Regions from separate parts of the Sus scrofa genome. Here regions 1 and 2 are each linked to region 3. The links are chromatin contacts, called in public Hi-C and HiChIP or PLAC-seq maps. All regions are on one chromosome and are shown on one strand. The core of a region is the stretch at or near the end of the contact, and the rest is flanking DNA. Distances in the headings are between cores, read along the strand shown. Region 1 holds the start of SNRPD1 (small nuclear ribonucleoprotein Sm D1). Region 2 holds the start of YES1 (tyrosine-protein kinase Yes). Region 3 holds the start of THOC1 (THO complex subunit 1).

The links. A called contact is a pair of places that touch in the nucleus more often than the background predicts. HiChIP or PLAC-seq counts read pairs in DNA pulled down with a chosen protein or histone mark.
Region 1: a contact with region 3 is called in an H3K27ac HiChIP or PLAC-seq map of skeletal muscle, with 9 times the contacts expected there. The contact joins the promoter of SNRPD1 here to the promoter of THOC1 in region 3. A contact is called at or near these places in 1 of 5 promoter capture datasets (liver), 1 of 47 Hi-C or Micro-C datasets (heart right ventricle) and 1 of 2 datasets of contacts at active chromatin or transcription factors (skeletal muscle).
Region 2: a Hi-C map of liver shows a contact between it and region 3, with 9 times the contacts expected there. The contact joins the promoter of YES1 here to the promoter of THOC1 in region 3. A contact is called at or near these places in 3 of 5 promoter capture datasets (fetal liver, fetal skeletal muscle and liver), 12 of 47 Hi-C or Micro-C datasets (alveolar macrophages, brain, embryonic fibroblasts and 7 more) and 2 of 2 datasets of contacts at active chromatin or transcription factors (alveolar macrophages and skeletal muscle).

Annotation. Positions count from the first base shown.
Region 1 is chr6:106,796,949-106,800,479 of Sscrofa11.1, forward strand. It overlaps SNRPD1 (small nuclear ribonucleoprotein Sm D1), which reads left to right and starts at 1,253. Exons shown (of 4, transcript XM_003127854.5): 1 at 1,253-1,410. The coding sequence starts at 1,397.
Region 2 is chr6:105,504,615-105,507,889 of Sscrofa11.1, forward strand. YES1 (tyrosine-protein kinase Yes) reads left to right here and starts at 1,470. Exons shown (of 12, transcript XM_021096152.1): 1 at 1,470-1,702.
Region 3 is chr6:106,037,439-106,040,795 of Sscrofa11.1, forward strand. It overlaps THOC1 (THO complex subunit 1), which reads left to right and starts at 1,824. Exons shown (of 20, transcript XM_021096158.1): 1 at 1,824-3,260. The coding sequence starts at 3,084. LOC110261178 (a long non-coding RNA gene) reads right to left here and starts at 3,108. Exons shown (of 4, transcript XR_002345053.1): 1 at 2,682-3,108.

The sequences.
Region 1 (3,531 bases), core at 3-2,502, 760 kb after region 3:
AATCTCAGTGTATTTGAAGATCGAATTACAAGGCAATAAAAACAAGTTATAGACAGCTCATTTAAGGAGGTTTTCTGTGGAAGAAATCTGGTGGGAGCTAGAGCTGCATGAGAGGAGAATTTTTTTTTTTTAAGACCTCACCTGCAGCAAATGGAAGCTTGAATCAGAGCTGCAGCTGAGGCCTACACTACAGCTACGGCAACACTGGATCTGAGCTGCATCTGTGAACTACGCTGCAGCTTGTGGCAACACTGGAGCCGTAACCCACTGAATGAGGCCAGGGATAGATCCCACATCCTCATGAATACTAGTCAGGTTCTTACCCTGCCGAGTTCCCACAACTGGCACTACAAAATTTTTTCTTTCTTCCTTTCCTTTTTTTCTTTTTCCATTTTTGGCCATCTCCGAGGCATATGGAGTTCCCAGACCAGGAATCAGATCCAACCTACAGTTGGAACCCACACTACAGCCAGCTGTAGCAATGCAGGGCTGGACATCAAACCCGCGTCCTGGAGCTGCAGAGATGCTGCCCAATCCTGTTGCGCCACAGTGGGAACTCGTTGCTTGTTTGTTTTTTAGATAAATTTATATGTTGATAGAAAAAATCAGTAGAGAAGGAGGAATTGATGATTCAAATTAGAAGGGGATCATTGAAGGAGTGAAATTCTTGAGGAAATGAGATGGGATCCAGACTACAACCAAGAGGAATTTGCTTTCCAAAGGAGCAATAATACTTCTATCGTTGTCACAGAAAGGGAAGCAGAAGGATGGCTTCTGTTTTCTAAAAGTAGGATACGTTAGAGAGTGATTTGGGAGAAGAACTGTAAAAGGTTTGAGATAAAGAGAAGAAAGAAGGTATGAAATACTTTGTGAGCTTATTAGAGAAGCATAACGATCTCTGGGCAGTGCAAGGGACACTTTTGAGGTTTGTGACCAGAATTTAAAGTGAAAATAATCAGTTAAATTGTATGATTTTCTTCAGCACATTAAGTAACGCTGAGATACCTGGTGGTGGAGCATAATCCTTTGGGATTCTCCAATTATTTCCTTTCATTCACGAGAAAATTTGGTGCTACATAATACCCGGAGCCTTGTTATGCTCGCTAATAGGATTTAATTTCCTGAAATACTCTCTCTTACAGGAAGTTTCCTCCTGGATCGGCCCTAAACGCCCTTAACAGTTGCAAGGCACACCTCCTGCCGCCAGAGGCCGCACTGGCGCTACTCGCGGCCGGAAGGGAGAGTGGCCCAAGCGCAGCCTCGGCGTTTCCGCCGTGAGTGCGCAGGGATCCGCGCGCTCTTTACGTCGATCCCCGGGAGTAAGCGTTTCCGGTCATTCATTCTCCCTGCGGGTCGGCCTCTGCGGTGGGGTTTTGTGTACTATCGGACCGAGAGGATGAAGCTCGTGAGGTGAGGAGGTGACCGAGCAGGGTGGGTACTATGAGGGGATGTCCTGGACCGGGAGCGGGGGGGTTGAGCTGCCCGAGATGCAGGAGGCGCGAAAGCCGCGTGCGCGCGCGGCCTGCTAACGGCCTTCGGCGCCCGCCGCTCCCGCCCCATCTTGGTCGCGTCGCCGCGGGCACTCGACCAGGCTTCAGACTGGGTCGCCCAGGGATCTGCGGGTCTTCCGAGAGGTTGAAGGCCGGGCGGTGTTTTCCCATCAGGTGTCTTAGAGGCCTTAAAAGTACAGAGCCAGGCTTACAAGCTCTTACTTTCGGTGAGTTACAGACTTCCGTTTCTGTTAGAACGTTTCTGGCTCGTCTCAGCACTCAGGAACCGGCAAATTTAACTAGGTCCACGCTTCCTGAGAACGTGGGAGACATAAAAATTGTACATCCTGCACAAGTAGTTTAAATTAATGCATATTTTTTAATGAAACTACCGTCACACTTAAAAGAGTACTTAGAAGCTGCAGGGGTTTATCTGGAGATAATGAAATCCAATTCCGAAGTATTTTAAATCAGGGATCAGGGATGGACTTCTGATTTCCTGAGGTTTTTTTTTTTTTTAATAGTGTTTTTTTTCCCTCTTGTTGTTATTCCCTAGCCTTAAGATTATTCAACTTACATTTCCCTTTAAAATAGCCCTTTGATTTAGGAAAAAACCTCTCAATATGGGGTAGAATCACTCTTCCGTACTTTTTGGCTGATTACACAGATAATCGAGATTTATTCTGTTTATTTCTGTATTTAAATTTGGTCGATTAGTTGAGCCTGCTGAAGACTCGTTTACTGGTTGAGCTAATTCATCACAAAAACTACCTGCAAATAGATTGAGTTCTGATGTTTCTCCTTGAGGCTGAGAGCCTGGAACATAGAAGCAGAGGCTTTTACAACTCAGCCGGCAGTTATAAACTAGCTTAACTAGTTTATTGTCTGTTGAGTCAAGAATTGTCAATGTCGACCAAATAGTTAAGCACATGGAGTTCTTGGACCAGGGAACACATCCTAGCTGCATTTGCAACCTACTCGGCAACTGCAGCAATGCTGGACTGTGCCGGTGGGGATTGAACTGGGGATCGAACCTGCATCCCAGTGCTCCAGAGACGCCAAGAATCCCAGTTGTGCTACAGCAGTAGCCCACCCCCCCCTTAAAGAGTCCTATGTTGTAGTAGCGTTCGTTTTGCAGAGAAGATAGACAAGAAGATAGTTTGAGATAACATAAAGAATCCTCATTGTCATATTCAGGCTGGTGTTTGTAGAGAAGGCATTTAAGATTGACTTTTTGTCTATTTTTTTCCCTTCCAGTTTTATTGAGATGTAACTGGCTTTCAGCATTGTGTAACTTTAAGGTATATAACATAATGATTTTTTTTGGCCGTGCCAAAGGCATGTGGAAGTTCCCAGGCCAGGTATCGAACCTGTGCCATAGCAGCAACCCAAGGCTGCAATGACAACACTGGATTCTTTCTTTATTGACCAGCTGCACCACGAGGGAACTCCCACAGCATAATGATTTGATTTACGTACATCATAAAGAGTGTAGTGAACATCCATCATCTCATGTAGATATAAAATTAAAGAAATAGACAAAAAAATTTTTTTTCTTCTGATGAGAACTCATGATTTACTCTCAACAACTTTAATATATAACATACAGCAGTATTGATTACATTTATCATATTGCATATTACATTTCTAGTTCTTACTTATAACTGAAAGACTTTGTCCATTTTATTTGAGGTATAACTTTGAAGGTAAACATCTCAGAACTTAAAGTTTATTTTTTTTTCTTTTTTTTAGGGTCACATCCACGGCATATGGAAGTTCCCAGGTTAGGGGTCTAATCAGAGCAACAGATGCCAGCCTACGCCACAGCCACAGCAACGCCAGATCCAGCCATGTCTGCAGTCCACACCACAGCTCATGGCAACGCCAGATCCTTAACACACTGATCGAGGCCAGGGATTGAACCTACAACCTCATGGTTCCTAGTCGGATTCATTGTAGCTGTATCCCGACAGGAACTCCTAAAGTTTATTTTCTTAATGTCTGAATACTTGCCAGTCAGAGTCTTAGTATAGATAATACT
Region 2 (3,275 bases), core at 220-2,719, 530 kb before region 3:
AGAATACTGACACGTGATGGTACTACTTCATATTTGTCGAAGATGTTTCTGAATTTCGCTAAAAACCACAAAGGAAACCAACAGCCCCAACATTGTTGTGATAATCCCACCAAAGAGGAAATACGAAGAGGAAGTTAATCTGAGTCTGAGAGGGCAGAAGTGATTTTAGCAGAGGATTCAGCCCTTTCAGACACTGAGTGACCCTCAGTTTTTTTTGTTTTTTTTTTTTTTTTGGCTTTTTGCTATTTCTTTGGGCCGCTCCCGCGGCATATGGAGGTTCCCAGGCTAGGGGTCTGATCAGAGCTGCAGCCACCGGCCTACGCCAGAGCCACAGCAATGCGGGATCCGAGCCGCATCTGCAACCTACACCACAGCTCACGGCAACGCCGGATCGTTAAGCCACTGAGCAAGGGCAGGGACCGAACCCGCAACCTCATGGTTCCTAGTCGGATTCGTTAACCACTGCACCACAACGGGAACTCCCTGACCCTCACTTTTAATCTCAGCTTCTTCGGGACCCTCTCCTTTTCTTCTCCATCGGCGACTCACTACAAGGCCAGTAGGAAAAGGTGCTTGGATGCAGGTGAGCAGGATTCCAGTTGGGGCTGCTCCGCGTTCGTCGGGGTGGCAGTCTCAGTTTCCACAACTGTCGAACAGGACAATACCTGTCCAGTTCCTTCGTTGGGATCTTGCCACGATCGCCTAAGAATACGGTCTCCTAAAACAAGCCAAAGCCACCATTACTGGGAGAGTCGCCAACAGAACTCGGCTTGGGTTCCCTCTCTCCGCAAGGCTGGTTCGACCAATAGTCAACAGGAAGCTCCTGGGGCTGGGACAGGATCCCTGGATCGGAAGGAGGCCAGACGCGAACGTTTTTTGGACGGCAGTCAGGACCGTGATGAGGGTGTTAGTAACGCCCCTCTGGCTCACGCGGCTGGCTGAGATTTTACTACCAACGACAAAGGGTGCGGAAGCATAGCGCTGAGGGGCAAGCACCCAACTCACCATTTCCCCCCTCCCCCGTGCCTACCCCGCAAAGACAAAGCCCCCGGCAACTACAGAGAGCCTGGCGAAGATAAGGGGAAACTACGACGGGGTGGAAGCGAACTCCCGCTCCATCTCCCGCCGCAGCCGAGCGGGCGGCCACAAGGTCCGCGGGTGGGGAGGGGGCGCTGTGGTACTGCGCTCCTCGTGGAGAAGCGCCTCCTCCTCACGCCCCCTTAGCCTGCGCCGCCTCGGGAATCCGCCCCGGACCCCGCCGCCATGTTGGGTCGGGAGAAGTAACTCGGACTCGCCGCTGACCCCGACCGCCGGAGGGCGGCCAACAGCCCAGGAGGGGCGCGTGCGGAGGCCGGAAGGCGGGGTCGCTGGAGCTCCGCGCCGCGCGAGTTCCGGTGACCGGTCGGCAGCGCAGGTAGTCCTCGCCCCCGCCCCCGCGCAGGGGGCGGAGCCTGGAGTGAGGGCGGGCCCCGCACGGGGAGGAGGCGGAGCGTGAGGCCGAGGGGTGGGAGAGCCCGGGAATTCCCTCCTCCTGAAGTAGCGAGTCCTCCGCTGGCTGTGCAATCGTTCCTGCCGCCGGGCGCCTGGGACGAGGAGGTGGAGGAGGGAGAGGGCCCCGCGGGCCTCGCCTCCGCCCGCCGCCCCCTCCCCGCCAGCCCTCCCCGCCGTCGCGGCGACTCATGCGAGCGCAGCTGGAGGGCAGGTAAGGACCTTTCGGGGCCCCGCGGGGGGAGGTGGCCGACCCCGGCCCACAGCAGTAGGCCCCGGCGCCCGGAGGCGCCGCTGCTCCCCGCCCCCGCCCGCTCCGAGTCGGGAAGTTGGGGAGAAACTTCTCCCCTCCCCCGGCCCCGCTAGCCCGGCGGGTGTGTCTCCTTCCCGGCGCTACCTGCTTGCCCCCAGCCTGGGTCTCCGCCCCGTCCAGCCCTTCTCCATCCCGCCCTAGTCCGCCCTAAGGTCCTCGCTGCGCTGGGACATCCGCACAAGCGTCTATAAGGTCGTGCGGGCCGTCGGCCAAGGGGGCAGCGAGGTTTATTTTGGCCGAAGTTAGGGGTGAGGGCTGTGGCCTCTTTCCGACCCAGGGGTCGGGGGTCTGCGCGTTGGCGGACGCCGGGTGGCAACTGTGCCGGGAGAGCGGGCGTGGTTGGGGGGAGCGAGTGGGTGAGCCTCTCGCTGCACTTGGTTTGATTGAAAACCGCAACATGTTAAAGTTTTCCTTTGTTTTGGGTTGGGGGTTGGGAAATATGCCGTTCTGCGGGCACTTTTACATTGTTTTGCAGTTCTGCCTCCCATTTGGTTCGGTTCTCTGTCCGCATGTGTTAAAGAAAATTTTGTTTTTAATATGTTTTTCTTTTTGGTAATTGCTTTCCGCTTTTGCTTCATTGGACATGGGGCAGCGTTGTTTTAAGAAGCTCTTCGAAAATCAAGTCCGATGTAGAGACCGCTTTAATTTTTGCTGTGTGGTGGTTGAATTATTTTCTGCTTAATTAAAACAGGCATGGAATGACAATTCATAAATTATTAAAGAAATGAAAAGTTGAGTCTCCATTCGAATAAAACTTTATGTTCATGCCATTATCATGGGAACATACATAGTTTCCACTGGTATGTGTGTTCACATAGATGATTTCACATATACCTATATGTGATTGTAGTATATTCGTGTATTGCAGCTGCAGGATTGCAGTACCAAAGTTATCTTGATAATTCTAGTGTGTTTAAACCATCCTGTTAAATGTTTATAGTTAAATTACATGAGGAGGAAAATATTACTATATATGTACATGTAAGTGTGCATTTAAAGCAAAGAAAGTATGTGGCAAATCTAATATCTTAGCTAGCACAATGGTTGGCACACAGTGGACAGGAAACAACATTTTGAATGGACAGGTAATGGAGTGTCTTGTATTAGAAGCCAAGGATCTTGTATGTGTCACATGATTTTCATATATTGGTCTATATTGTATGTCAGTAAACCATATTTCTGTTTTGTTAATACTCTAGACCCCTGCCATAGCTGACCCTTTAATAAAAGGAAGTTTAATTGTACTTTAATTTTTGGACATTAGCTAAACCTCAGTGGAGATTTTGAATGCTGGTTGAAAATTCATTGGTTCCTAAACTTGGGGAGAAAAAAAAAGACTGCGATCTGATTCCAAGTACAAGACAGTACAGTTCATATCTATGTTTCCAGGATAAAATATGAAAGCGCTCTTAAAATATGTATTCTGCTGTAACCACCATAATGTTATAATAGCTTTAATTTTGCAGTATGCTTT
Region 3 (3,357 bases), core at 574-3,073:
AGCTCCTGCATTAATTGGGAGTCTTTGATGGCAAGTGAATGAAATCCAACTCCACCTAGAAGGTGATAATGAAGCTGTCATCTGACATGGAAAACCCAGAGATCAAAGTATTCTTCAGTGAATCTCTTTTCCTATCACTTTTTCATCTCTCTCTCTCCTCCCCAGCAGACATCTTCCAGAGGAGTCAGCACTACAGCATGGTCTGTAAGCTCTCCCTGCCTGCTCCTCTCCCTCCCTAGTACATCTCTTGCCCACTTAATCCTGTGTTGATGTCCGCTTCTCAATAGACTCAAACTAACTCAATCAAGACTTGCAGAAGCAACCCCAGGTAAGAATTTCTGAATAAATAATTAAGGTGCTTTCAGGAGAAACCAGTATAGGAGAGAAACAGGACAGGAAAGCGAAAGAAACCAAATGATAGGTCAATTTCAATCAAAATTTCTGCCCAACCCTTCAGGGAAGCAGGGCTCACCAAGGCAAGAAGTCACCCATCATTCTATTTCTAACCTTAAATTATGTTCATCTATGATGCTCCAATCAAGATCACCAAACAGAATTTTATCAAGAACACTAGATGATGGTAATGAAATAAAATAATAATACTGCATATATAACCTAATATTATATTTGTGCCTAGCAAATAGTAGGCACTCAACAAATAAGTAATGAATTGTACCATATTTACAATATAAAACGCTTGAAAACTGCCATCACCCTACTTAAAAAGGCAGCACCCACAGATTGTTTTCACGTAATTCCTCTTTTCCCCACAAAATATAAGTCCCAAAACTTACACAAAGTGCCAGCTCTCTTCCATTCTTCTTTTCAGTCCCATTTCTCCTAAGCCAAGAATCTCACTCTTGTTGCTCAACTTTGTCTCTCACACATCAGTTCCCTGTTAATATAATTCTTTCAATCCACTTAAACTACCTACAGAGAGAAAGGGACCTACAGATAGGGCCCAGAACTGGAACCACCAAAAGCCGCAACCCAACATTCTAACACGGCTGACTGGGGAGCCTGGAAAAGGATGTTTCCTTGGCCTGGGCCAGAGGATAAAGACCACAACAAAAGCAGACCAAGCTGCCCCTTGGTCGTCTTCTAGATCTCACCACTCCAATGGAAACTTGAATCCAGTGGACACACCAGAAGAGGAAGAAAGATGTGCTTAGAATCCATTTAAACATCCTTCCTAGAATTTCCCATGGAGGGTGTTTCCTAACAGCAAGGCATTCCCTGGCCCCTTTTACCTCGCTAGCGTAGGAGGAAAAAAGAGGTGCTCAGGAAATTTGAGTTTACATGTTATTGGATGTCTGCTCTTTGATGTTATTATTACATACTTCTTAAAAATATATATATTATTGACAATAAGATCCTTACCCTTATCTAATTATAAGGAAATGACTTATGAGGCCCATGGCTTGGGGAAGATTCATGGGTTAAGATTTGAGAAAAATACAGACTTTGGGCTTAAAGCTAGGGGTTCAAATCCCAAATTCAGCTTTCTCTAGCTATGTGATCTAGGTCAGAGGAGCCTATTTCCTCAAAGTGTTAACCATGTACAACGTTGTTGTAACTAGTAAAAATAATGCAGAAAAAGTGTCTGGCTGATAGGAGATACTCAATAAAACTTGGGCATTTCTTATGATGGTCTAACAGTGTGAAGCATACAAAAATTAATCTCTTATAGAGCTATTATGCAAATTACTCCTAATCAAAACTGTATACTGCAGTTTTTCATTTATGTTGGCCAGCACTCCTCAAAAAGGCAATTAAGCTGTATTACCTGGTCCATTCAATCATTTGTTCATTGATTACTCAAACAGATACTGTCCACTGTGTACAAAGTGCCCAACAGATGTGTGAATAAACCATTGTGTGACTAGGCTTTGACAGATGGATCAATAAACTCAAACTCTTCCTGTTTGGATTTTTGTAAAAAATAATTTTATTTATCTCTTAACTCTTAGTTACCTCCAGACAGTTAACAATCATCTATAATATACTAATCCTATTACATCAGCTACCTATTAAATTGCTTAGTCGCAGTTTATTTCGGCAATTTGGAAATTTAAGTTATACAACGGAACCTGAATGATTGATTCTGTTGATTCTAAAAAAAAAAAAAAATTTGCAACGCTCCGGGTAGCCATCAGTGTTCACAATTCCCACATTAGGGAGAAGATTATGCCAAGCTATCTTTTTGTTAGCATTCTGTATTCCCGCTGGAGTCAACGAAGGAAACGAGGTAAAGCTCGCCTAGCTTTACACCCATATGGAGGGAGACAAGAGCTGGTGTAAAGTTCCTTGTGTTTGGGTCAGCGTTTCTTTTCCCACTACAAAATTCCAACTGAATAAATTCCGGCCACTTGGCTTCTCATTGGCCAAGCAAGAGGGGACAAGGGAGCAAACTGCCGGGAAGCCAAGGTTTTGCAACCGCTGCCTTAATCCCCAACGCGGTGCCACCGGTTATCCAATCAGCGCCGAGTACCACATTCCTCCCCGAGGTTCCTCCTCCAGTAGAGACCTCTACGTAACAGCAAAGTCAGCTAATCCCCAAATATTCCTAATAATACTTACATTGCTACACAAGCCACACTTGCATTCATTATTTCACTCAAGCTCCTCAACGACCCAAGAATAGGGGTACTGTTTGTATTTCTCAGGAGAGGGGACTGCACCTGAGCTACAGATCCCAGGAGCTCCAGGGCCGATACGCAAATCCCGAGCTGTAACCACGCCTTCGAGAAGAACTGCGATCTGGCGGCTCAGGACCACTGCCGACACTTCCTCAGCCTGAAGCTTTCCGGGATAACCCACTTGCCTTGGATTCTCAGGCAGTAGTTACCCTCCCTCGCGGCCCACTGAGCCGATAACCTGACGCATTCACCCATCCTCCCCAAACCTGGAAAACCACTGTCAAGTGTGCGTCCTTGCCAGCAACGCGCAGCTCTTACAAGACGAGGCCTCGAATCTGCCGTCACTCTAAGGGTCACCCACGAACCCGGATCAAGCACTGAGTGGCCGACTCAGGCTTCCCACGCCCGCCCGACCGCGGTCACCACAATTGTTCCCATTAACAAATGGGCCCAGCCCTGAACGTAGAGGCCGCTCTATCCTCTCACGGAGCCAGCCCTCTCGTTGCTCCTTACCTGACGTCATCGTCAGGCGCCGCGGCGCGGTGGCGGGCACGCGCAGCCGAGAAGATGTCGCCGACGCCGCCGCTTTTCAGTTTGCCCGAAGCGCGGACGCGGTTTACGGTGAGCTGAAGGCAGGAGGGTGTAGCTCTGGCCCTGCGCTAATTTTTGCCCCCCTCTTTGTGAAATTACTGGAATTTTGCTCTGGGGGTAAAGCGGG